Linked DNA regions of Zea mays: all the other regions are linked to region 2. Evidence: chromatin contacts called from public Hi-C data. All regions are on one chromosome and are shown on one strand. Each heading gives the region's core, a stretch centred on a gene start, on an enhancer-like site or on the middle of the called end of the contact. The rest is flanking DNA. Distances are from core to core; before and after follow the strand shown. Region 1 holds the start of LOC103650125. Region 2 holds the start of LOC103650122. Region 3 has its middle 56 kb from the start of LOC103650125. Region 4 holds the start of LOC100284054 (pre-mRNA-splicing factor SF2).

Region 1 (5,922 bases), core at 2,276-4,775, 330 kb after region 2:
TAAGTAATTAAGTCATCCTAGATCAGGTGATTCTGGATGAGGTCACTCCCAAATATAAACATGTTGTTAGTGTGTGTGTGTGTGAAGAGGTTGGTATATTTCTTGAAACATAGAAACATGTAGTGACCTTACATGCTATCTTGATCTAGTAGATATAGAAGGTCTTTTTAGATAAGCATATCATATAAGTCATTTTATGCTTACACAAACAAATTAATATAACCTAAGATCAAAAGGGGGTTCAAAAATTTTTAAGTCTAGGAAAGGGCGACAAGGCCTTGCTGACCTAGCTAGTTCCATCCATGATGCTTTTGTCAGCATTCACCACTGCAACCTTGTCATTAGCAGTCCTTCTTAATCGACCATTTCACCTCGCTCTTGGCCTCGACCACTACTGATAATAAGGCTTGCCTTGAGCTTCATTTGTAGGACTTGATGCCTTTGGAGTTCATCCTACAAGAACAAGTGGCAACAACTAGGGAGAAAGAATGATGAAGAACGAAGAGAAATATTTAATTACATGGAGTCAATTCTAAATACCGAAGAGGTTCTTGGGTTTCAGGCATAGGAACAACCATTAGAGTGTCTAGGAGCATGTTCCCTCAATATAGGACCATTATATAATCGCTAATTATGGATGGCTAAATTCCCTAAGCAGGAGTAGCTATAAGAATGTTACCTCAAAAAAGTGTATCATGATCAGCGAAAAGCATGTAACGTCAGTATGAAAGTATAGAACAATGCAAGAGGCAACAATTTATAGTTTGATTAGCCACTAGTAGTATATTAGGTACATTTCCCTAAAAATATAGAAACAAAAATGCAACCATTAGACGAAGAAACATAAAAGGACTGTCATGTGGCTATAGCAGAAAACATACAGAGTTGGAGAGCCTCGGGTAGCTTTAGTATCTGATTCTCAATGGATACCATGCAAATAGGACTAAATACCTAGTTGCATAACCTAATACTAATAAAGGACACTTTAGTACTAGTCGGTGATTTCAACTAGTACTAAAGAGTCCAAAACGTAAAATAGGCTACGGTATGACATGATCACAAGTCACACAAATTTTGCACAAAGTACATGCGTGTGCAATGTTTGGATTGGAACCAAGGACCCATAACCTTTCTTACTAGGTACTCCATTATAGAGCTATTTGTGACTAGAAAGGAGATGCTTTCCTTTTATTTTAACTCTGAGAGAGCCTTTAGTTCTAGTTGATGGCCAAAACCAATACTAAATGGTACCCTTTAATTCTGATTTTTATCACCAACAAGTACTAAAGGCTTTGAATTTTTAGTACCGATTGATATTACCAACCGGCACTAAAGGTGTCATTAGGACTACATGTATTATGAACCAACACTTATAAATCTCCTTCTAGTACCGTTCTAATTAAATCGTAACTAATATAAGGATATCAGGAATAATATAACGGTTCCAAAGGCCTGTTGTGTAGTCGTGGGTATGGGTTATTTCCCTGATAAGGATGTAGATATATACCACTACCCTTTATCTCATGTTTTTTCATTAACCGAACCGTGCCATAATTAACCATAGCCATTGTGAATGACATATCAATGGCATGTTTGGATCCCATGAGCTAAAGCAAAAGTGGCTAAAGTTTATTCACTTATGAGCTAAAGATCCAAACGTGAAGATATATATGTGCAATTTAGTCACTTGTAACTATTCTTGTTTCGATCTTTAGCTCTTAAGTGACTAGAGTCACTTTTACTTTAGCTTCTGGGATCCAAACATGCCCTAAACGAACGGTCTAGCTAGAGCTAAAATTAATGATCCAAGCCATTAAAGCAAGTATGGCAGTATTGGTTCTTACAAAAATAGCAGCAAAAATGAAGAATGGTTCAGAACATCTACTATAACTCCATAATATATTACAAAAAAAAACATATGTAAGGTGAGTATACTCTCCTTGAATAAGCATGCCATTTCGCTAAAAATATACATTCTTAAAGTGTTAAGCTTATTTAGCGAGGTAATATGAAACTTTATGTCTGTCTCATCTAGTTATTTCCCTGATAAGGATGTAGATATATACCACTACCCTTCATCTCATGTTTTTTCATTAACCGAACCGTGCCATAATTAACCATAGCCATCGTGAATGACATATCAATGGCATGTTTGGATCCCATGAGCTAAAGTAAAAGTGGCTAAAGTTTATTCACTTATGAGCTAAAGATCCAAACGTGAAGATATATATGTGCAATTTAGTCACTTGTAACTCTTCTTGTTTGGATCTTTAGCTCCTAAGTGACTAGAGTCACTTTTACTTTAGCTTCTGGGATCCAAACATGCCCTAAACGAACGGTCTAGCTAGAGCTAAAATTAATGATCCAAGCCATTAAAGCAAGTATGGCAGTATTGGTTCTTACAAAAATAGCAGCAAAAATGAATAATGGTTCAAAACATCTACTATAACTCCATAATATATTACAAAAAACATATGTAAGGTGAGTATACTCTCCTTGAATAAGCATTCTTAAAGTGTAAGCTTATTTAGCGAGGTAATATGAAACTTTATGTCTGTCTCATCTAGATACAAAAACGATGAGTTCACCAACACTGCTAACAAAGAATTGGGAAAACTAAGGCCCTATTTGAGAGTAAATCAAAACCACAATTTTGAAATACCAAGGTTTTGGAATGTCATGATATACTCATGGTATTTTTAAAACAGTTTTAGAATACCATAGTTTAAAATACAAAGGATTGTTTGGAGACAGTTTTTTTGAAGAGAGTTCTTCCATTCAAATTCAAAACAGAGTGCACGCGCTAGAGAAAACTTTGGTATGGACCGAAGTTTCCAAAACCATGAAAATGTTGAAGTATGACCAAAAGTACAATTTTGACTACACAGTTTTTGAAGAGGCTACGAAACACTGTACGGCAAAAAATACCACGGTATCTCAAATATCACAATATTCTCTGCAAACTGAGAAAAAAACTCTACTCGCAATCCCAAACACATCCCCTAAGGGCTAGTTTGGTAACTACATTTTCTCAAGAGATTTCTATTTTCCCAAAAAAAGCGAACTAATTTCGCTTGGGAAATTGTAAACCTTTTTGAGAGAATAGGGTTTTCAAATTAGCTAAAAGAAATACACTGAGTTTTTTGGTCGGTCCAAATGTAGGAGTCCGGAGGGAAGATTTCATATTCATCATGCTATCAAAAGAAGTTGGGACAGGTCGCATAGCGAACAGCGACTACAACTTAATTGTGAAGGAAAGTTTAATGTTACATGGGTTTTTTTTCCTGATGTGGAGAAAAAAAGAAAGAGAAAAGAGAAAAAGATCATTGTTCTAATAAAAATCCATCTTGTTGACTAAAATTTAAGATTATAAAACAACTATAGTACTATCGTATAAGTTATTATTGTTATACAGTTAACGATATCTAATTTTATCTCAATAATAAATTAAGAAATTATGAATTAGCACGAAACAAGTTTTAAAAAACCAAGTATTATGCATATTGTCTTGAAATTACGTGAGACCGCATGTAAAACGCGCCGTGAAGCAACAGTTGCAAAACCTTACTACAAAGGGTTTAGAAGGTCAACGTAACTGTCACTTGCAGGTTGACCACTGCATGAAAAAATAGCGACCACGACCACAGAGGTCCAGCCAACAGTGGTGTCTTTTCTGTAATCGCGTTCTCAAAAGAAACTGAACTCCGGTAAAACCAAAACCAGGGGCAGCCCACTCAGGATGGCTGTTTCGCAGTCCAGTCCTCCACAGGCAGTATCGGATCTTGTGTGCACACCTGACACCGCCAAGCGGGGAGCACCGCCGCGCAGGGGATCCCAGGCGGTTTTGCGGGACTGTGGGCTCCCACCGCTGGAAACGGTGACGCACGGCACGGGGGCAAAACCGAGTACCCGTGCCGCTGCCGCTGCCGCTGCCGCGCCCGGAGGCGGTTGCAGCTGCACGGGCGAAACCGACGGCGATCGCCCCACACAGCCTCCATCGGTCCACCCCATAAAAACACCCACCTCGCTGCCGTTTTCCCACGGCGCATCGTGCAGCAGGAGCGGGAGTGCCAAGTGGTTTCTAGAACCTGGTAGTAGAGATTGGCGGTTTGCCGATGGAGAGGGGCGACGGAGGAGGAGGAATGGCGCCGCGGGGCGGCGTGGTGGGGTCCGGGGCAATGCTGGGGCTGGACATGCACCTCGCCCAGCAGCGGATGCACCAGGCCGCCGCGTTCCAGCACCAGCAGGACAGCCACAACGGTGGGTTCCAGCTGCAGCAGCCGTCGCCGGTGGCGGTGAGGCAGCAACAGCCGCCGCCGTCGTCGTTCATGCCCTACTCCACCAACACGTCGTCGTCCAGGGTCGTGGTGAGCGCGGCAGCGGTGGGTCACGACGACGAAATGGTGGGCAACGGCGGCGGCGGGAAGGGCGGAGTGGTGGTGCAGCAGCAGCAGCAGCAGCAGCTGGCGTCGGCGGGGTGCCCGTGGACGAGGATGAAGTGGACGGACGCCATGGTGCGCCTGCTCATCAGGGTGGTGTACAGCGTCGGGGACGACGGCGAGGGCGTGGCGACGGCTGGCGGCGCCGGGGGAGCGGCCAAGGCGGGCCCCGGCCACGCGGCGGCGGCGCAGCAGCAGAAGAAGGGCAAGTGGAAGTCGGTGTCACACGCCATGATGGACAAGGGCTTCGTGGTGTCGCCGCAGCAGTGCGAGGACAAGTTCAACGACCTGAACAAGCGCTACAAGCGCGTGGTCGACCTGCTGGGCCGCGGCCGCGCCTGCCGCGTGGTCGAGAACCACGCGCTGCTGGACGCCATCGACGAGCTCACGCCCAAGGCCAAGAACGAGGCGCGCAAGCTGCTCAGCTCCAAGCACCTCTTCTTCCGCGAGATGTGCGCCTACCACAATAGCATCGCCGCCGCGGGCTCGAACCTGCCGCCGCACGGCGGCGGCGGCGCGGCGGGCGACACCGCCTGCCTCCACCACCCGCCGCCGGCGCCCGTGGCCGCCGCGGCCTCGTCTGCCGCTCGCTACGCCCACGCGCAGCAGCATGCGGCACCGTCCCCGCAGGGGATGAAGGACTCCTCCACTGACGTCGCAGACGACAGCGACGATGCCATGAGCGACAACGGGGACGAGGACGAGGACGAGGAGGAGGAGGACGGCCCCGTGTACCGCAGCCGCCGCCCCAGAAGTCGTCAGCACAGCGGCGGGCGCGGCAAGCGCGGGCGTGGCATGGATGGCGCCGCGTCCGAGGACCTCGAGGACGAGGCGGACGGCGGCGGTGGGAGACGCTCGAGGACGGCGGCGGCACCCGACCCGTCGGCGATACTGCGGCAGCTGAAGAGCGAGCTCGCGGCTGCGACCGCCGCGGCGATGGACCCGCAGCAGGCCAGGAGCTGGGTGCGCCGCCGCGCGGTGGAGGTGGAGGAGCAGCAGATCGTCCTGGAGTCCCACGCGTACTACCTGGAGCGCCAGCGGCTGAAGTGGGAGCGGTTCCGCGCCAGCAAGGAGCGCGACATGGAACGCTCCCGCCTGCAGAACGACCGCCTCCGCATCGAGAGCCGACGCCTGCTGCTCATGCTCCGCCACAAGGACGTCGACCTCGACATGGCCGAGGCGAACTCTTCCTCCGTCGACCACCACACCGGCGCGTCGCCGCTCGCAGCACACCAGCAGCAGCCGATTGGGTCCAGCCCCAGCCCGTCCACCGCCGGCCACCCAAACTAGCTGCCGTGCGCGCCCTGCCATTCCATTACTGGGAGCGGCCAGTAGCTGTTCTTTTTTTAAAGCAAATTAAACTTTAGTTCTATCATTAACAGCAGCAGTTCTCTAGGACAAAAGGTCACTAGTGCTCAAGTCTCAGGGTTTTTTCTTTCATTGTAGTAGTCAATGTCAGGGTTTCAGTGTAGCATGTTCATAG
Region 2 (5,582 bases), core at 2,052-4,551:
TGAGCTGATGAAGGAAAATTTCAAACATTTTCAAAACTTCGACTAGAAACTTGTGTAAGGGGAACCATAGCCCAGCCTTCATGAAGCTTTGAAAAATCACTACTTCATCTTTTTCAGGAAGCGGAACAATATTTTCACCACCAATTCTCACTATAGACACATCATGAAAGTATTTGCCTTTCATAGCCTCAACATGTCCTTTCTTCACGGTTGATTTCCCAAATACCACATGACTCAGCCTCCACGACCGATCTTCGGCATCATCGTTATCACTTTCAATATCAAAATCTTCACTATCACTAGAATCTTCAGATAGTCCAGCTAAAATCTCATCAGTAATTTTCTCAACATTTGTCCTTTCCATAGCCTCATAAAACCTAGCTAGTGCGGGGTCTTCGCTTCTCTTATCTTAGGCCATCTCAGCGTTGGTTAAAGCAAAGAGGCGAAGCTCAAACGTAGTCGCGGGCATAGTGTCAACAATCTAAACAACAAAGCCAACACAAGCTTGATAGCACAAAAAATATTTTCATCGACCCTCATATATATATGCAAACCACCACCGCACGGTGGGCCCTACGATACAAAAGGTTTTGCTATTCTAGCGAAGGAAAGGTGTTTTTTTGGACCTTCAGCTAAAGACCTTCATTCGTTTCGCAGTCTGAATTTGTTACAAAGAAAACAAACTAATACTGTGAGGGGCTACTGTTGGGGGCCTTCATTTTCTAAAGGTCCTAAAAAACACGGCTAACCATTTGTTATCAGCATGTTTCTAAGTGTTACAGGAGCTTCATTACCAGGAAGCTTCGTCACGTTGACGCAGGAAGGCAACATAAGGAGAAGTTGTTATTCGAGTTGCTAGGAGCAAATGGCAATGATATCTCTATGACATTTGTAAACTTTATATGTAATCTTTGAGGGCATGAGTGTAATATCGTACGAAGCTGTACGATTGCCTATAAATAGATGAACGGTGCCCCCGTACAGTTCACACTAGATCGGAATTGTATTCACGCCATTACCTTTGAGCAAGCCGATGGTATCAATGTAATGTGCATTGTGTATCAATTTGTTAATATATAAAGTATATCTTAATATTGTTTGTACATTCGATATGAAATTAGTAAATGACATAATGTTACATTTGTAATTATGTTTTTATATCTATGAATGATGAAGACCTGTTCTTCATGACCTTCGTCCGAGACTCATTATACCCGAAGGTAAATAATGCTTCGAAGGATGAAGATCTTTAACGTTTAACAATTGTGTTGCCTTGTTCTTGGTTCACAGCAATAAAAAATAAGTGAACACTCCCCATCCATCAGCACAAACCTGCATGACCTTCATCTTCACCATCGACCACTTTGCCTATGCTTCACACCTACACACCACAAGCCGAGAGACATAGTTACACAACACATAATCTCATACTCTGGTTAGTCCATTGGCTACACCAAAGTACTACCCATGTTGATAATCATTCATCATCAACCCAAACTATAAGAAATAAGTCAACCTTGTGTTCGCAGGTCTGAGAGTGAACTACATGACAAAATACAAGCACATGAGCATGATTAAGAGTTTAACAAGATTATCTAATTTTATTGAATAAATAGAATGGGTTTGAGAAGTTGCTTAGGATAATAAGGCTTTGTTATTGCTATGCTGTATCAAGAAATACTGAAATAGAATGGGCATAAGTTGGTGTCCTAACAATTTCCATCACCAAATATTGTCACCTCAAACAGGTCGTATGCATTTAGCCTATAAAGAACTCTTAATCGTGAACACATGTTGATGTTTTATCTATAACCAAAACATGCGCAAGGTACAAAAGACTAGACTTCTAGATTCGCAATGGGAATAAAGTAAATATCTTGCTAGATATTGTTTGAAAATGCAGAACACCCAGGAAATAAAAAAAACAAAAAGAATTGGACCAATTTTATATGTTTCAGAAGTTGGGAGGTACATAGGGGAAGCACATCTAGGTTGAATCTCCCACAAAACCACTTATTTAGTTTATCACTAGATATAAACACATATAGATCTGACCGCTCTCGCATCGTAACCACACTACCACAACCTAGTCCCTAGTGTGTCAAGTCAGCATGAAAACAAGAGAACAAACAGACCTATCGAGCATGTGAGAGCAAGAGAGGACACGTCGCATCACCTTGTAGTAGCTGAGGTCATCGGGACGCGCTCGGTGACATGGATCATGGTGAATGCCTTTTCAATCTCGTCGCCCTTGATGTGTGTCACCACCTTGCATCGCATCACATCCTCATCCCTCGGCGTCGCCTTGAGAACTTGGATCCAATGGGGGTTAGATTCTAATGGGGTTAGGGCACGATACTCGGGGAGACGCGGGGAGATGGAGTGTTTGACCTTGGTCGGTTTTCCTTCTCTTCATATGACGCCGCGGCGGCGGCGAGCCTGACTTTGTTGAGTGGCAACGACGCTAGGATGAAGACCAAGCAATCCATGTGAGGGAGTCGCCCTCTCGTTTGCGGGGCGTAGTGCATTGGAGAGGGAGGAGCAAACGTGGACTCTAACGACTTTGTTAGCTAAATTTGATGAAAATTTATGGTCCAGAGATCGGCGTCGTGACATAATGCGGTGAGTTTGAGCCGACGTGGTGTAACTTCGTGCAAGGAATCCCTATGGGGTTTTAAGAAGAGAGATACACTCATCACAAAGGATACAAGAAGTCAATAGAAATTACACAACACCACGTGAGTACAATGATGTGGGATACAACTGTATCAAGATTATAGGCTTTCCCTGGCTAGATCAATGCACTCAATACCATGTACCCTGTTTGTAATTGTGGTCGGTGAAGCGTTGGTGAAGACAAACACTTCCTTTTCATGTCTAAAGAAAGAGGGGAGAGAGATCCGTAGGGAGGCTCCCTTCTCATCTTTTGAGACTGTCCGCAGTAGACCTTGTAAAATAGATGATTTGTATTGTAGGAGACACTTTTTATAGAGTGAAATTTGAAATAAGGGATGAGATATGCGATGTGTTAGAGACAGTATAATCTGAATCGAGGCGTCAGGAGGTAACTAATTAAGGCCCTGTTTGGTAGGGCTCTTTCTTTGCCAGCTTCAACCCTGGTTTTGGCTTCTCTAAGAAAACAACTCTCGCCTTATTTTTGAGAATAACTTTTAAAAGAGCACCATGTTTGTTGAAAATATAGCTCCTTAGGTAGCTTCTCATACGATGTAGCGCCAACGAAGAGAAAAACGTGGAAGATGAGTTGATAGAAGCTCTTTTTTCTGGCTCCTGTATTCTGCTGTTTTTTTAGAAAGTCCTCCATATTTTTATAAAGAGTTCATAAAAAACTTTTCATTTGGTAGATTTTTTTTAGAAATCGTTGAATGAGTCCTTGAAGGAGCCCTACGGAAGAGAGCCTAACAGTCAAGTTATTTTAGGCATGTCCGCTGCTTGGACCCATACGTCAGATGTAACAAAATCCAGGTGGGGCGACAGATTTTACAACAGGGAACCAGATTTTTTTTAGAGCGGCAACGAGGAGACCCATTTTGACAAATTCTCTCCTCGCCCTCGCCTCCACTTTTGAGCCACAGACCCGAGCGATCGTGCCCCGGCCCCCGATCCTGATTCCCACAAATTTCCGCCATGGCGATCCGCCCGGACTGATGCCCGATTCTCCATCTGACGATCCTCGGTAAGCCTTCGCCCCCCGCTGGTTTGATCCTGCGTGATTGACATGGCTTGTCAGGTTCTTGCGGGTTCTTTTGCGTCTTTTTGTTGTGGTTGCAGATTCGTCTTGCGTATGAGTGTTCCGCGGATTCCCTCGTTGCCTGGTCGAGTATTTGTATTTTCCATTGGCCCATTCGCGACGATTCTTAAGACTCCTTCGGTTCTATAGGGTTCTGTTACCAATCCGTGGGTTTTCTATTGCAGAATTGATCTTTTTTCTTGCGAAGTCTTCGACCACTCTAGTGCGCTCCTTTGATTCTCTTCTACCCCTGCGAATTTCGTTGCTGAACGTCATCTGTCCGCCCGCATGGTCTTCTTCTGGAGGAAGATTGGGGGGAATTCTGGTGGGGTTCGTGTGGGCGCGTAGGGCCCCTGACGACCTGGCCTGACGCATCAGCGGCGAGCCATGGCTCCGGCTTCCGTTCCAGCTCTACCTACAGCCATGGATACTAAGGACGAGGGCGACGGTGGCTCCAAGAACCAAAACAGCGTGGTGGTGGTGAAATCCGAGGTTGTCTGCACGAATGGTGGCCCTCTGGTGGTCGGGACTGAACTTGTGAAATACGAGGGAGGTGATACCACTGAATGCTCGAGCTCGTTTGGTGACACCTGCTCTGGATTTGAAGGTGAGGCAGACAATGGTGAACCAGAAGTGAATTCTAGCCTGTCTGCTCATGCCAATGGTGTTGGCCCCTCAAAACCCCCTAGGTGAGTCATCCTTAGTAGTTCTTCGCATGCCCTGAATGCTACTTATGTCATTATTGTGCACTCCTGGTACATGGAAGAATGAACATGTGTAAGACTATGCTAGGTTGTTATGTGCTTTTGTGTTTCAGTGATTGATTTTCTCTCCTGCGCCCCTGCTGACAAAACGGAAGGTTGTAGTAGGGTTTCAACTGTTATACTATGTTGTAATTATTGCACCATCCTGACTGCGGAAGCGACAAGAAACGTAGGATCATCAATGTACCTAAAACAGAAAGATATGATTCAGTAACGTAATGTGGTGTCTTGTATGTTTATTGATTTGTACCTTCTCATCGAAATTTTCCTTTTATGGCCTACATTTCGTTTGTCATTTATATATGAAATGTTAAAAACTTATAAGGTGATAATAACACTTAGATTAGGACAGGTATAATTTCTGACCAATTCTTCTGAAAAATAGAAGCAGGTAGCAACAGCCAGAAAAAAATATATGTTCTGTCCTAAGAAATGCCGTGCCACTTATGCTAAGTATGCTTATCACGATAAGAAAAGGTAATTACTGGTTACTCCTATGATCTTCTATTTGTCAGGTAGCTATTTAGAAAGATAATTAAGCAAATGGCATCTTATTCAGAAGTATTATGAATTTACAATTATGCTTGTTCAACCAGGACTTTGTTTCAGCTACCAGGTACATTAATTCCATGATAATCGTCATGGATTTATGGGTGACCATATGTCTGTCAATCCAGTAGTAGATCAAAACACTACATATTGACACAGAACACCAATATCCTTCTGGTTAGAAAGTCCTTTTGTCAGTGTTACCTTTTTCTTTAGCTTTCTGAAAAGTTCATCTTGGTGTTTTACTACATGGTATATGTTAAACATGACAGTCTGTATTTGGAAAAGAAGTTTCCAGCTTGGGATTCAAACCCAAGCCAGCAGCAACAACAACAATATAGCATTTTAGTTACAAGCATGTTGGGGTAGGCTAGAGTTGAAACTAACAGAAGCCACACATCAAGGTTCAGGCATGTAGATAGCTTTTTCGATTCACTTCTATTTAAGGCTAAACCTTTAGGTACATTCCATACTTGCAAGTCTTTTTTTATGGTCTTTTGCTATGTCAATTTCGGACTTCC
Region 3 (6,124 bases), core at 2,363-4,862, 280 kb after region 2:
ATATAGAATGGTTGACCTTATGAGTATCTAATTTATTCTCAAATGTAGCACCGTATGATACACTTCTTTGAGGTAACATTCTCATAGCTAGTCCTACTTAGACACCTGCCATCCATAGTAAGAAAATATATACTAGTTCTATATTTAGGGAACCTGATCTTCGGCACTCTAAGGGTTGTTCTTGTACCTAAAAGCCAAGAACCTCTCTGATATTTGGAACCAACTCCCAGTAATAAAATACTTCTCTCCATTCTTCATTGTTGTTGCGTCTTCCTGGTGTTGCCTCTCATGCTTTTAGAATGAACTCCTAGGCAAGCCCTACAAATCGAAATCTAGGCAAGCCTTTTTTTAGGTAGTGGTTGAGTCTAGAAGGGATGCAAAATGGTCGATTAAGAAGGACTCCTAATGATAAGGTTGCGATGGTGGATGATAATCAAATTAAGGATCATGGACGAAACTAGCTAGGTCAACAAGGCCTTACCCCCTTTCCTAGACCTAAATTTTTTGAAACCCTTTTTATCCTATTTGAAATTAATTTATTTGTGTAAGCATAAAATGACACTTATGACAATCTACTAAGATAAGAAACCTTAAATATCTACCAGATATGACATAACATGTTAGGTCACTACATATTTTTATGTTTAAACAACATCTTCACTTCACAAACAACACACACTAACAATATGTTTAGTTTTGGGAGTGACCTCATCTAGAATCACTTGATCTAGCATGACTTAATTACTTATAGGTTTGTATGATTCTTTATTGATGTCGTGTGATCCAAAGCTACTACACTCACTCTAGGTTTTAAGAGCATTCATATGTAAAGGCACGATACACCGATAGTTTTGTCCAATGGTTTTTGAGCTTGATCATTGGTTTAATTGTTACATGGTTTAGTTGATCAACAAAATTCATAAGATGAAAGTGTAGCATGTACATGTTTACTTTCTTATCATGGAAAGAATCCATTCTCATTCGAGGGTCTCCCACTCGGCATGTTTTCTACTATAACCATGTGGTGATTCTTCTATGCTTATTTGTCTTGTGTGTTGTAGTGATTTTTTTATATATAGGGGCTAATGGAAATGTACCATAGTTACTACTAGCGGCCAATGAATCTATAAATTGTTGCCTCCTGTGTTATTTTATACTTTTGTATCGATGTGACATGCTTTTTTCTCATCATATAATATACTTTGTTGAGGTAATATTGTTCTAGCTACTCCTATTTAGGCTATCATGATGTCCATAATTGATGACACTATGAGTCATGTATTGATAGAACTAGCTCCTATTTGTTGTCAGTGTCGTTCCTACAATGAAAAAGAACTTACTCCTATACTTGTGACTAGCTCCCATGAAAGAAAATAATTATCTTCATTCTTCATCATTGTATCGTTCCTTGATCATTTCCACTTACTCTTCTAGGATGAACTCCAGCTACAACCAGCCTTATAAATCAAGCTCACGGCATGGCCTTTTGCTGGCAACATCCGATGTTAGGAGGGAGATGAAATGGTCGATGAAGAATATACTCCTGATGACAATGATGCAATGATGAATGTTGACTTGAGGATCATGGATGGAGCTAGCTGGGGCCTGGGGGTAGCAAAGTTCTTGTGCCATTTACTACAACTAACATTGTTTTGAAACTCCTTTTAATGTTATGATGGATTAATTTATTTGTGTAGGCATATAAAATGACACATATGGTGATATACTTATGTCAGAAACATTCTATTTATGCTAGATAGGGAATAACATGTAAGATCACTACATGTTTTTATGTTTGAAGAAATATACCAAACTTTGCACTTCTCTATCACACACACACTAACAATGTGTTTTGTTTAGGGAGTGACCCCATTTAGAATCACCTAAACTTGCATGACTTGACTACATATAGATTTGGATGATTCTTTGTTGATGTCGCATGAGTCACCGCTGATACACTCCCTCTAGGTTTTTTCATAGTGCTCGCTCGTAGAGGCGTTATACATGCACGATGTCGTCCAATTGGGTTTGAAGGAATGATGCAAGACTTGTTTGTACATGTGGAGGGGATGAGCCATTAACGGACATGTCTATTCTATGCATAAGACAAAACATTGCTTTTAGATGGTTCTGTATGGCTCGCTTCCGCTAACAAAACATGTTGTAAAAGACAAAACTCATGCATACAAAAAAGTTAAACAAAAGTTAGGAACCCTCACATACTTATAGAGAATGGTTGACCTCATGAGTATCTAATTCATTCTCAAACGTAGCACCAATTGATTGAGTTAATATAATCGTGCGTCAAATTAAAGTTGTTTTTATGTTGTAAATGATCCAACAGAGCATCATGTGGAGCTATCGAGTTCACAATTGCAACATTTATTTTATAAATGATTTGCAACGAAAATAATTGTTGAACATGGCTTAATAATGCACATTCTCATTTTAAATGCATGTCCTATGTTTCTTGTTCAATTATCTAACGGGTAACAATATTGAGGTTATTGGTTTGGACACCCAGACACACACCAAAAAAGCTAGCTTGGTCCCCGTCCAGGATAGTAATAATAAGTAGATTAGGAATACTACAGAAATTAAGCCACAAGATTATAAAAATATTCAAACACATAGGACCTTTTTGCAAATACTCACAAAAATTGATATGCAAAGTACTACCTCCGTTCATAAATATATGATACAATTAACTTTTTTTAAAAACTTTGACCACTCTTCTTATTCAAAAATATAAAATTTGAAGTCAAACACAAACTACCTTAAGTGATAAAACAAACCACAAAAAATAAATGATAACTCATTATTTTTTCAATAAAACGAGTGGTCAAAGTTTTTAAAAAGTCAACTATGTCATATATTTATGAACAGAGGGAGTACAACTAGTGCTCAGAAAATGGGCTGGGCTTTTTAGGCCAGCCAAGCATGCCCCAAAAATAGGAGCCCAAAGTATGACCCGACATGAAATAATATGGACTGGGCTAGCACGGCCCGAAGGCGGGCCTGAGCGAGGCCTCAAATTCCGGCCCGCCGAGCCCCCGACACGGCCCGCACAGATGGGCCGGGCTTGGGCTGGCACGGCCCAATGAAACCCAAATTATTTAATTTCTTTAATTTAATAAGGTACCGACTTTATATTGTTGTGATATTTGGAGTTTATGTGATCGAATGATGTTAGGATTGTTTAATATCTTTAGTTTAGTAAGCTATAGACTTTATGTCGATCGGGCTTGGGTCGGCACGGCCCAACCAAGGCATGGCGTTGTATAGGGCCATGCTAGGCCACTGTTTTTATACTTCAGGCTGTCACTTACCTGTTTGGCACGAAGTACGATAGGCTTAGGCCAGACTAGTCTAACTCGGTCTAATTCCGAGCACTAGCACTAAGTACAACCTACAGCTTGTTCGCTGCGGCTTGCTGCGGCTGCAATCCGGCTGCGGCTGCGGCTTCTACAGTATTTTTCTCTCTATGGATTGCAGCTGCAGCAGTCCAAACAGCTGCAACAGTGTCGGCTTGTAGCCAGCCGAACACGCCCCTAGGTTCGTTCGCACACGTGGTTAGTGGTTTTGCCGACGTGTTTTGCTGCAAAACCGTGGCTAGCTATCATGGTCAAGTAGTCAACTCAACGGGGCAAAAGGAGAGAGAGGTGTGGTCCCAACTCCCAAGGTATGCAAAAGAATTCGCCATCAGTCCATACCACTAGCGGTTTATTATTATTATATGTTTTTCCCTTTCTTTATGGTGGTTCACTATGGATAGTCAACTGTTGCCTTGAAATAAATTCAGCAGCCCCGCTTAGAAAGGATCCTAGGCCAAATGACTTCACAAGGCGTCAAGGCCAAGGGTCCTTATATTTTGCAAAAGGAGACACTATAAGTCTGTTTAGATATACTAAAGATTATGAGGTATTAATTCTCCATAGTTATTGTAAAAATCTAGATTTTGCAAAAAAAATAAATGAAGTGTGTTTTATAGACATTGATTATAGATATTGCAGGCACATCCAATATCTCAGAATAGCAGGATAGATTTGTAAGAATAAATGTCAATTTTAGGAGATGGTCGAATTGCAAAGAATCGAACCATTCGGATTCTCTGCTAATCAATTTTAGGAGATCCAAACAAAATCGTATCTATATTTTCTCTATTATATTATGTGTACAATTATTATAGTGACACGTGCATGTAAACAGCGTGTATAGATAGGTTTTTAATTATAACATTTGGATTTTCTTACTAGAAAAATAATTTTCGTTAAATAGTTTTGTTTATAGTTTATTTTAAAAAACTATTCAATATTTGTTATTTTAGTGCCTCAAAACTAAATGCTTTTGAAGTTATTGATAATTAGTGCGTGTTTTTTTTTTGAAAATTGTCTCCACCTTGTTCAAAAAACGACAAAAAGTGTATGTGCTGAAGGAGTATATATACTACATCGGTTGATATATTTTGAAAAGAAAATAAATTAACGTGTGATCTAAATGATTACCTTTTTTATCTTCCCTCGATTCTCTCCAAGTTCAAATTCCACGCTTCGCTCAAAACCAATGGTTATGAACGTGGAAAACCAATCATGACCGGTTTCCTTAGCCTTTTTCTCTAAACCACCTTGGTTTAGTCTGCCTAGCATCCATGAATTTATATATATTTTTTGCTTAGCTTTGGATCTAGATTCTAGAAGCGTATGCATAGGTTTAATTCACGTTTGTAAAGAAAAAGTTCGGATGTGCTAATTCCATCGGCATCGAATAGCTCCCTGTGAGATTGATACGAGATTTGTGTCCACGTTCCAAGCATGGTGTTCCAATTGGGCGTCATGGGCGTGGAACTCATTCATCAGTTGGTTCCTCACGTCGTAGAAAAGTAGAAAGTACGAAAGAATCTTATAAATCACGTTCTCAATGTTTTTTTTTTTTGCGTAAAATGAGGTCATACCCACGAGGTCGTCCCGTTCAACTTTCCCCACTATATTCATAGGAACCATGAACTTATGAATTAATTGTACCTCAGCTAATTAGATATCATATGGTGCAACTTATCCATCCGAATTTAAATTCTCTAATTGCCATGAGTGCGCTTGCATTTTCTTGATTTAGTGATGTTATTTTTTAGTAGTACCCGTCGACGCCAAGGCCTAATTTTAATCTTCCGGTGATAGACATGTGTGTCTGCTAACAATAAGACACAATTTTCAATATTTACTCGCTCAATTTTGAAAGGTATTTATAAATTGTTGGCACCGATCTGGACACCAAACACCTTAAGATGAACCATCTAGCGGTGACACGGACGGTCCGCACCACAGGACCGAACGGTCCACGACCTAACGCAGGAGCGGCTCCTCCTCTTCGTACGTTCAGACGGTCCACGCCTGGGCTAAGACGGTGTAATGCCCAAAATTTGGTATAAGAAAAAAACAAATAAATAAATAAATTTATGATAATAATTTAGGTTTTTTTACCTTTCAAAATTATTAGGGCACCTTTCTTTTATAATCATTTAAGAATATTAAAATAGTCATGTGACCAATAAATAAATAAAATTTACCTTGCATCTCATGCTGGAGTTTTATTTGCTTGAGCATTTCAAATTGTGTGTGTGCAAATTTCAAACCAAAAATTAGGAATATAAATTTAGGAGATGGAAAAGGAAGAAAATAGAAAGCTAGAAAATATAAAAAAAGCTCTACTAAAAACATTGGGCCCCTTTCCCTGTCCTCGGCCCAGCCAAACCACTGGGTGTCGGCCCAGTGTGTTACCCGCCTGGCCCATGACTGTGAGCGCCAGGGTATTTCACTTACGTGTGGGTCCCATGTGGCAGAAGCTTCTTCTAGAACGGTCGTTGGAATCCTCCGGTTCTCCTGTTGCCTACCCCCGAGCTCCGCGCGTGCAACAAAATCCCTAGCACGGTGGAGTTCAGCTCCTCGATCTGCGCCGGGTCGGACTCTTCTCGTGTATAAAACGAGGTCGTGACCCCCCTTTTTGGACCATCGCCTCATCGCCTTCAACAAGGAAGACCGGGCACCCTATCCGTGCGACCGCCATGGATCCACCGCGGGTGCTCCTGCGTGGGGTAGCCCTGCTCCTACTCCTCTGCCCAACGTCGATG
Region 4 (6,314 bases), core at 295-2,794, 410 kb before region 2:
CAGTAGGAAATAGTATTGGAGGAACCAAAAGTCTCCCTATTAGTAACTACAAATGAGGGGAGTTTTGGGGCTATCAATAAGTTGGGCAGGATTTAGGGAAGCTGTTGAAGGCTAGTTTTTTTGTTTTTCCCAAGAATTTTAAGCTAGGGAAGACTTTAAATAAGATTTTGGAGATGCTCTAAGGGAATGCTAGATAGACTTATGCTAGTTAATATCATAAATAAAAAATGTGAACATTCAGCTCCATACTACATTCTCACATTAATAGGATACTGAAATTGCTGTCTTGCTGAGACAGAAAATGTTACTGACTTGTTAGGAATTAGCATATGCCCTGACCAACCAACACTTGTTTGCAAAATGAAAAATCGAAGAAAGGTACACGTTAAACAATTGCAATCCACCTTGTAGAAGAGATCCTCAACCTCCCTCTCACGGATGTCCCCAGGGAGATTGCCTACATAGATGGTACGGCTGTTGCGCCTGCTCATTGTTTTCTGCAGTTAAACACGGGTAAGTACATCATTGTCTCAAAAATGGGAAAATGCTGGGGCAAACACAACGAAATTTTAGCATGCCAAAGATAGTACGGTCACCAGAATATGGTTCTCCAAGAATGTGTCATTTACCTAAAACCCTACACCAATTTTCTAAGGAGGCAGTCATACAATGGTAATAGCAAGAGACAGAATTTTGTTTGAAATATCCCAGTCGAAAGTCAAAACAACAGCATGGTAATACCAAGACACGGAATTTCATTTAAAATATCCTAGTCGAAAATCGAAACAACAGGAAGAACATGGTGGCCTATGACTATATGCCGAGCATTATTAAAAAAAATGAAGTAGCAGCATCCATGAGACCTTGACCAAGAAAGAATGATGCTTCAACAGAAATTGTAACAAAGAGCACTATGAGTCTATAACATATTCTCTAGTTGCCTTTTATGTGTTAAAAAAAATGTACAAATCTGCACTGTATGTCACCTACTGATACGCGCTTAATCAAACTACACGGGTATTTCAAACATAATAACATGTACCGTATTCAATCATGCATCAAGGCTTCTATGTTTTATGTCATTGCAGCTCCAACTCCAACCTTACATCACACTGACATGGGCCACCGTGGCGAACTTCAACAAAGAGAGCCCCGGAGGAGGTTCGCTTAAACAATTTAGGCAGAATGGCAGCTGCAAATGACGAACAAAAAACCTAAAAGAACCGTGCAAGGGTGGATTGCCAGGGGTCTACTCAACTATCGTCAAACAAAACCGGAACGAACTCAACAGCTACATATAACTATATAAGGAGAGATTGAGTTGAGATCCCACGCAATCAGAGGAAAGGTAGGGACGAGACGACGAGAGGAACAGGCGGCGATTACCATGGAATCAAAATCGGAGCAAACTGGGAAGAAAAGCTAGTGGGGAGTGTGGAGATTAGTCGTGCCGTGCGCACCTCCTGGCGAAAGGGGAGGGGCCTCGACCTCGAGAAGGTTCGGGGTTCGGCAGGCGACGCCGCGTGGTGGAATACTGGAACCTGCGACAGGAGTCCCGTGGTCGTGGTGATATAGCTGGCGATGGGCAAATGTGGGTGCGGGACGCTTCGAGATTCGTGCGGTAGACCGCGACGTTGCAGCCTGCAGGCTGCAGGCGTGCTGTGGCCTCGTGGGCCGCCATGGGTTTCAGCGGCGGTGGTCTGATGGGCCGTTTTTGTTCACCCTTTGCAACAAATAACATCTACTTGACCTATACTAAGGGTCTGTTTGGTTGGGCTGTGGCTGTGGAAAAAGTTGCTGTGGGCTGTGAGCTGTGGAAAAAGCTGCTGTAGGCTGTGTGCTGTTAAAAAGCTAAAAATCGTTTGGTGGAAACCACTAAAAGTCGTTAAAAGTTCTTCGATATATGTTTTCACAGTTCCATCCAAAAGCCACTAAAAGCAGGTCCAGGGGTGCTTTCAGTTTTGCACTACGAGAAAGTCGGCTTTTAGAAAAAGCTGCTTCCTAGATCCAGCCCTTTGGTTGGCTTTTGGCTTTTAGGGGGCAAAAGCCAAAGCCAAAAGCCAAACCAAACACACCCTAAGGCTATCCGCAGTGGAGGTTACCCTATATCACTATTTATAGTCTAGGCATATAGATTCCTTACTATATTACAATCTTTTGCACTTATATCTCTACTAGGTGAGTGTCCGTACGTTGCAACGGAAACATATATCACGATAACTTATAACATTATAACTCATTTGTACATAAGTTATCATGATAAATGTTCTTCATGATAAATGTTCTTCTTGCAACGCAAAGGCACTCATCTAGTCACAAATGAAGTAACACAGACAATAACATGTAGGTTCTGGTAGCTTTTTGAGCCTAAACTCATATTACTCGGCAAACTTCAAGCTTACCACCAAACCAGTAAATACATATCAGTTTATTGCTCATTATTAGAACTGTTGTGAGATGTTGTATGCCAGTAATAAAGATTCACTACAGTACATGGCTAAAAACCCATAGAAACAATCTATATGTGATTGCGTAATTCGTAGGTGTAGAACACCACCTAACCTGCTTCATGCTCAAACACTTATCAATTACAATACTATAGGACAATATGATGCTGCAAAGATGGGGCAAAACCATGTTTCACAAAGTTGTTATTATAATTATCGACACAAGGCCTCATTGATGATCATCCTTGTCATAGTGGTCGTTTGGATAACCACCATCACCAATGACCTTGAGCTGCCCAAAATCAACAAAATAATATTTTAGTCAAGTGCTAATCAACAACAGCTAAACATCTTTTATAACAATCAGTCAAGGCAATGGTTTCTGTTACCACAAAGTATTGTGAGTAAATTGGGCACTCATGCGGTTAATCCTTTTGCAACCAAAACCAGACAACATCGTGTTCATCCTCCACAATAAATCGCGATGAAAAAATAAGCACAATTATTACATACCATGGTTAGCGTAGATGTAACTCCTTCGCCACCAGATCAGCCAACTGTTCTCTTGTTATTGTAGGATTCAATCATAGTCGGTTCCTCCTGCAAGCAACATCGTGTTCATCCTCCGCAATAAAGCGCGATGGAAAAATAAGCACAATTATTACATACCATGGTTAGCGTAGATGTAACTCCTTCACCACCAGATCAGCCAGATGTTCTCTTGTTATTGTAGGATTCAATCATAGTCGGGTCCTCCTGCAGGCAACACATTCAGAATTAACAAATGTACAATCTTGCAGCACAAAAAATCTGGTATGCAAAATCAAAATAATATACTTGTTTTCTTAAGGTGGTACTTTATATTGTTCAGATCTTGTAGCATAGAAAGTCTGGAAAGAAAAAAATAAAAATAGAAGGGGGTGAGGGATCAAGAACTTCCACACATATCTAGACCAAATGCAAGCGGTGTCAGTACTCAGTATGGATGGGTGGGCATGCCCAAGGTTGAAGAACAGAACCTGATATATAAAACACTGGTATTTAATTCAATGCTCCCAAGTGACAAGGTAGTGACAAATAGCTATACTACAGATTCCATGTATATGGTTGACTGCTGGTGTATCTAGAACAAGACTGAGACAATGCAGTTTAAGCATGCACATATCAAATACTTTGTAGTTTATGATATTAATATTAGTAACACTTGTGCAAATTTCTCTTCACCTGACCAAATACTTGGTATGATCCCTAGAGTCAGAGCTAAATTACAGGGCACCTCACTTTAGTACCGAAAGGGGCCGGCGGGAGGATCCATGTCAAATTGCTTCTTCCCTTGGAGAATCAGGTCAATGCTGAAAAATAAAGCATATTATCATAATTATAACTAACATAGTAGGTCACAGGAGTAAATGATGTAAAATAGTAATATTGAATTTTATTACATGTGCCCTCTTTCTCGATTCAAATAAATTACACTTCCTTAATGGAAATGTACATATGGCGTGATCAAATATGTTCCTGGCATTAAGATAACAAATTTTATGTATCATACTCAATATTCGCTATTCCAAAACAGAAGGAACAGAAGGCACTATTGGCATTCAGGGTTTCCGGCACACTGGTACAATTGTTTGGACCCATCTCATTATTAAACAATGTTCAGGCATATTTTCTTACCCAAAAAATAGTCAAACTTCCTGGCTTTCAACATCTCTGACCACATTTGCATTGTCTTGTTGGAATCGAACTTCCTGGCTTTCAGAAACCTGCGTTTATCATCGAGAGAATGCACAGGATGAAGTCATTAATGGCAAACGAGGAATGTATATATTTATATTAATACAACATAGTCAAAAGAAGCATCCACGTGCGCGGAGAGGGTACTGAAATCTCAAGATTAATCGAGAAAAGGAGAAAAATATTCACCATTAGATTATATGAAGACCTAATGATCTAAATTAAACCTATATATAAAATGTAAAAACTACAAAAGAAAAGCACCAAACTAATCGTGGTGTTACACAGCACCACACCTCAACAATAAAATGGTGGCCACTGGCCAAGCCAGCTCTGCCTTTGCTCAGGCATCCCAAGAAAAATGCAAAAAAAAACCCGATGCTTTGCGCTCGTTTCTAACCAGGTCGGACATATCAACACTCGTTTGTTCACTGAATTGCTACGGAGAAGAAAGTGGAAACTGATCAGCTAAGAACTTTGGAGACGACTCCAACACCGACCGGTCTTCCTCCTTCCCTAAGCACAAATCTTTGCCCTGCATCAAAGGCATGAGTTGACTATCCAATATGAATTTCTTTAGTATTCAATGAAAAAAAGTAGCTTGGAGCGTGCAATGGCATCACGAAGCACAACATGTTGTCAGAAGACCTGATCTATAGTTCTATACTGTCGAAAGAAATTGAGAATGCAGTCGTTACCAGGTTCAAGAGGAACAAGTGATATCAACTCAAAATTCGTAGTTACATTATCACCGGGCAAAACCATCTTCATCTCCCCAAGCAACTCAACTCTTCCAGTGACATCAGTTGTCCTGAAGTAGAATTGGGGGCTGTAATTTGTGACAAAGGCAGTGTGCCAGCCACCTTCATCCTTTGTGAGGACATATATTTCCGCCTCGAACTTTTTGTATGTCTTCAGACTACCAGGTTTGCACACCACCTGAAATGGTAGGAAACGACAGGGTGTCAACATTCGAGATCGTTCAGTTTCGATATTGGACACCTAGAAATCAAGGAACATACACTGAGGATCAGGATTAAGAGAATTGTATAATTTGTTTGGTGATCGTGCAACCATGTACCATCAAATGCAAGGTGGTTTCCAGGCAAAACAATTAAGTGAATATTTCAAAAAACTTCTCAGACAATTTTGAATTCAAGAAATCTAACCTGGACACGCTCGACATCACCACGCTTAAGAGCAACTCCAACAGACTGCTTAAAAATTGTTTCCAAAAACTTTATATTGGGGGCTGCTGTAAAAAAAGTTTCCCTAAAATTTTTTAAACCCACAACAGACTGCTGAAAACTTAACCCTTAAATATTTGAATTTGCCTACGTGGGCCAGTAGAGATTAAATGGGCCTGATACGTTTGCATCTATCTTTCCTGCATTATTTCATGTGCTGCAATTCCCCTCAGCTAACTTACTGAATTCAAAAGAATAGAGACAAGATTACATGGTCCACTTAAATGAACCAAATCAAAATAATTCAGAAACAGATACCAATGCCACATGCATGAACAAAACTTAAATAATTCAGAAACAGATAGCAGCGCCACTTACAGGTGGCAGATTGACAAAAGTTGATAACATGGTCCAAACTCAGATTGACACAAATTCAGAAACATGTAGCAAACTGACTAACACTCAGATTACATGTTCCAAACTGACAATTACTACCAAATTGAGAGAACATGTAGCAAACTGGTAAACATGATGGCTTTAGCACCTTGTACCTGCAATTAGACAATTCTATATCTATCATCGTATAAAGAAAAGAAATCAACACATTAAGGCAGCCCAAGGAACCACAATTCTGATCTAAAAAATCACAATGTGCCCTCCATTCACCATCGTACTAATGAAATCAAGAGCAAAATGTGCCCCAAGAAGCCCACAATTTTGATTGCAACAACACAGTGTGTCTCCTATTTGCCAAAGAGAAACAAATAATCAAGAGGTAGAAGTAGAACATCATGCAAGAATGCAGAGGGAGTCATACTCGATTTCAAGTAGCAGCACCTAGGAAACCACTCGATTTCAAGTAGCAGCACCTAGGAAACCGGGTGCAGCTCATCCCACTTGGTCTTGTAGCTAGTGGCACACCTATGCACCGTGTACAGCATTA

What was found. Hi-C and Micro-C count contacts between places; a contact is called where the count stands out from the background.
Region 1: a Hi-C map of leaf shows a contact between it and region 2, with 4 times the contacts expected there. The contact joins the promoter of LOC103650125 here to the promoter of LOC103650122 in region 2. A contact is called at or near these places in 6 of 25 Hi-C or Micro-C datasets (bundle sheath, endosperm and leaf).
Region 3: a contact with region 2 is called in a Hi-C map of leaf, with 2.1 times the contacts expected there. The contact joins the enhancer-like site here to the promoter of LOC103650122 in region 2. A contact is called at or near these places in 3 of 25 Hi-C or Micro-C datasets (ear, leaf and tassel).
Region 4: a contact with region 2 is called in a Hi-C map of ear, with 2.6 times the contacts expected there. The contact joins the promoter of LOC100284054 here to the promoter of LOC103650122 in region 2. A contact is called at or near these places in 4 of 25 Hi-C or Micro-C datasets (bundle sheath, ear, leaf and 1 more).

What each region holds. Positions count from the first base shown.
Region 1 is chr3:58,508,052-58,513,973 of Zm-B73-REFERENCE-NAM-5.0, forward strand. It overlaps LOC103650125, which reads left to right and starts at 3,526. Exons shown (of 1, transcript XM_008675777.3): 1 at 3,526-5,922. The coding sequence starts at 4,116. The coding sequence ends at 5,729.
Region 2 is chr3:58,176,652-58,182,233 of Zm-B73-REFERENCE-NAM-5.0, forward strand. LOC103650122 reads left to right here and starts at 3,302. Exons shown (of 6, transcript XM_008675776.4): 1 at 3,302-3,694; 2 at 4,058-4,437. The coding sequence starts at 4,136.
Region 3 is chr3:58,452,064-58,458,187 of Zm-B73-REFERENCE-NAM-5.0, forward strand. No RefSeq gene overlaps it. Among protein-coding and RNA genes, the nearest start is that of LOC103650125, 56 kb to the right of the region's middle. Within about 2 kb of position 3,613, at least 13 of the 20 cell types and tissues checked have an H3K27ac peak or open chromatin away from gene starts, as enhancers often do. A contact at or near this core is called in ear and leaf, where this site is marked.
Region 4 is chr3:57,768,883-57,775,196 of Zm-B73-REFERENCE-NAM-5.0, forward strand. LOC100284054 (pre-mRNA-splicing factor SF2) reads right to left here and starts at 1,545. Exons shown (of 14, transcript NM_001156952.2): 1 at 1,387-1,545; 2 at 405-497. The coding sequence starts at 1,389. It overlaps LOC103650121 (a long non-coding RNA gene), which reads right to left and starts at 6,177. Exons shown (of 4, transcript XR_563923.3): 1 at 4,125-6,177; 2 at 3,117-3,799; 3 at 2,961-3,047; 4 at 2,407-2,739.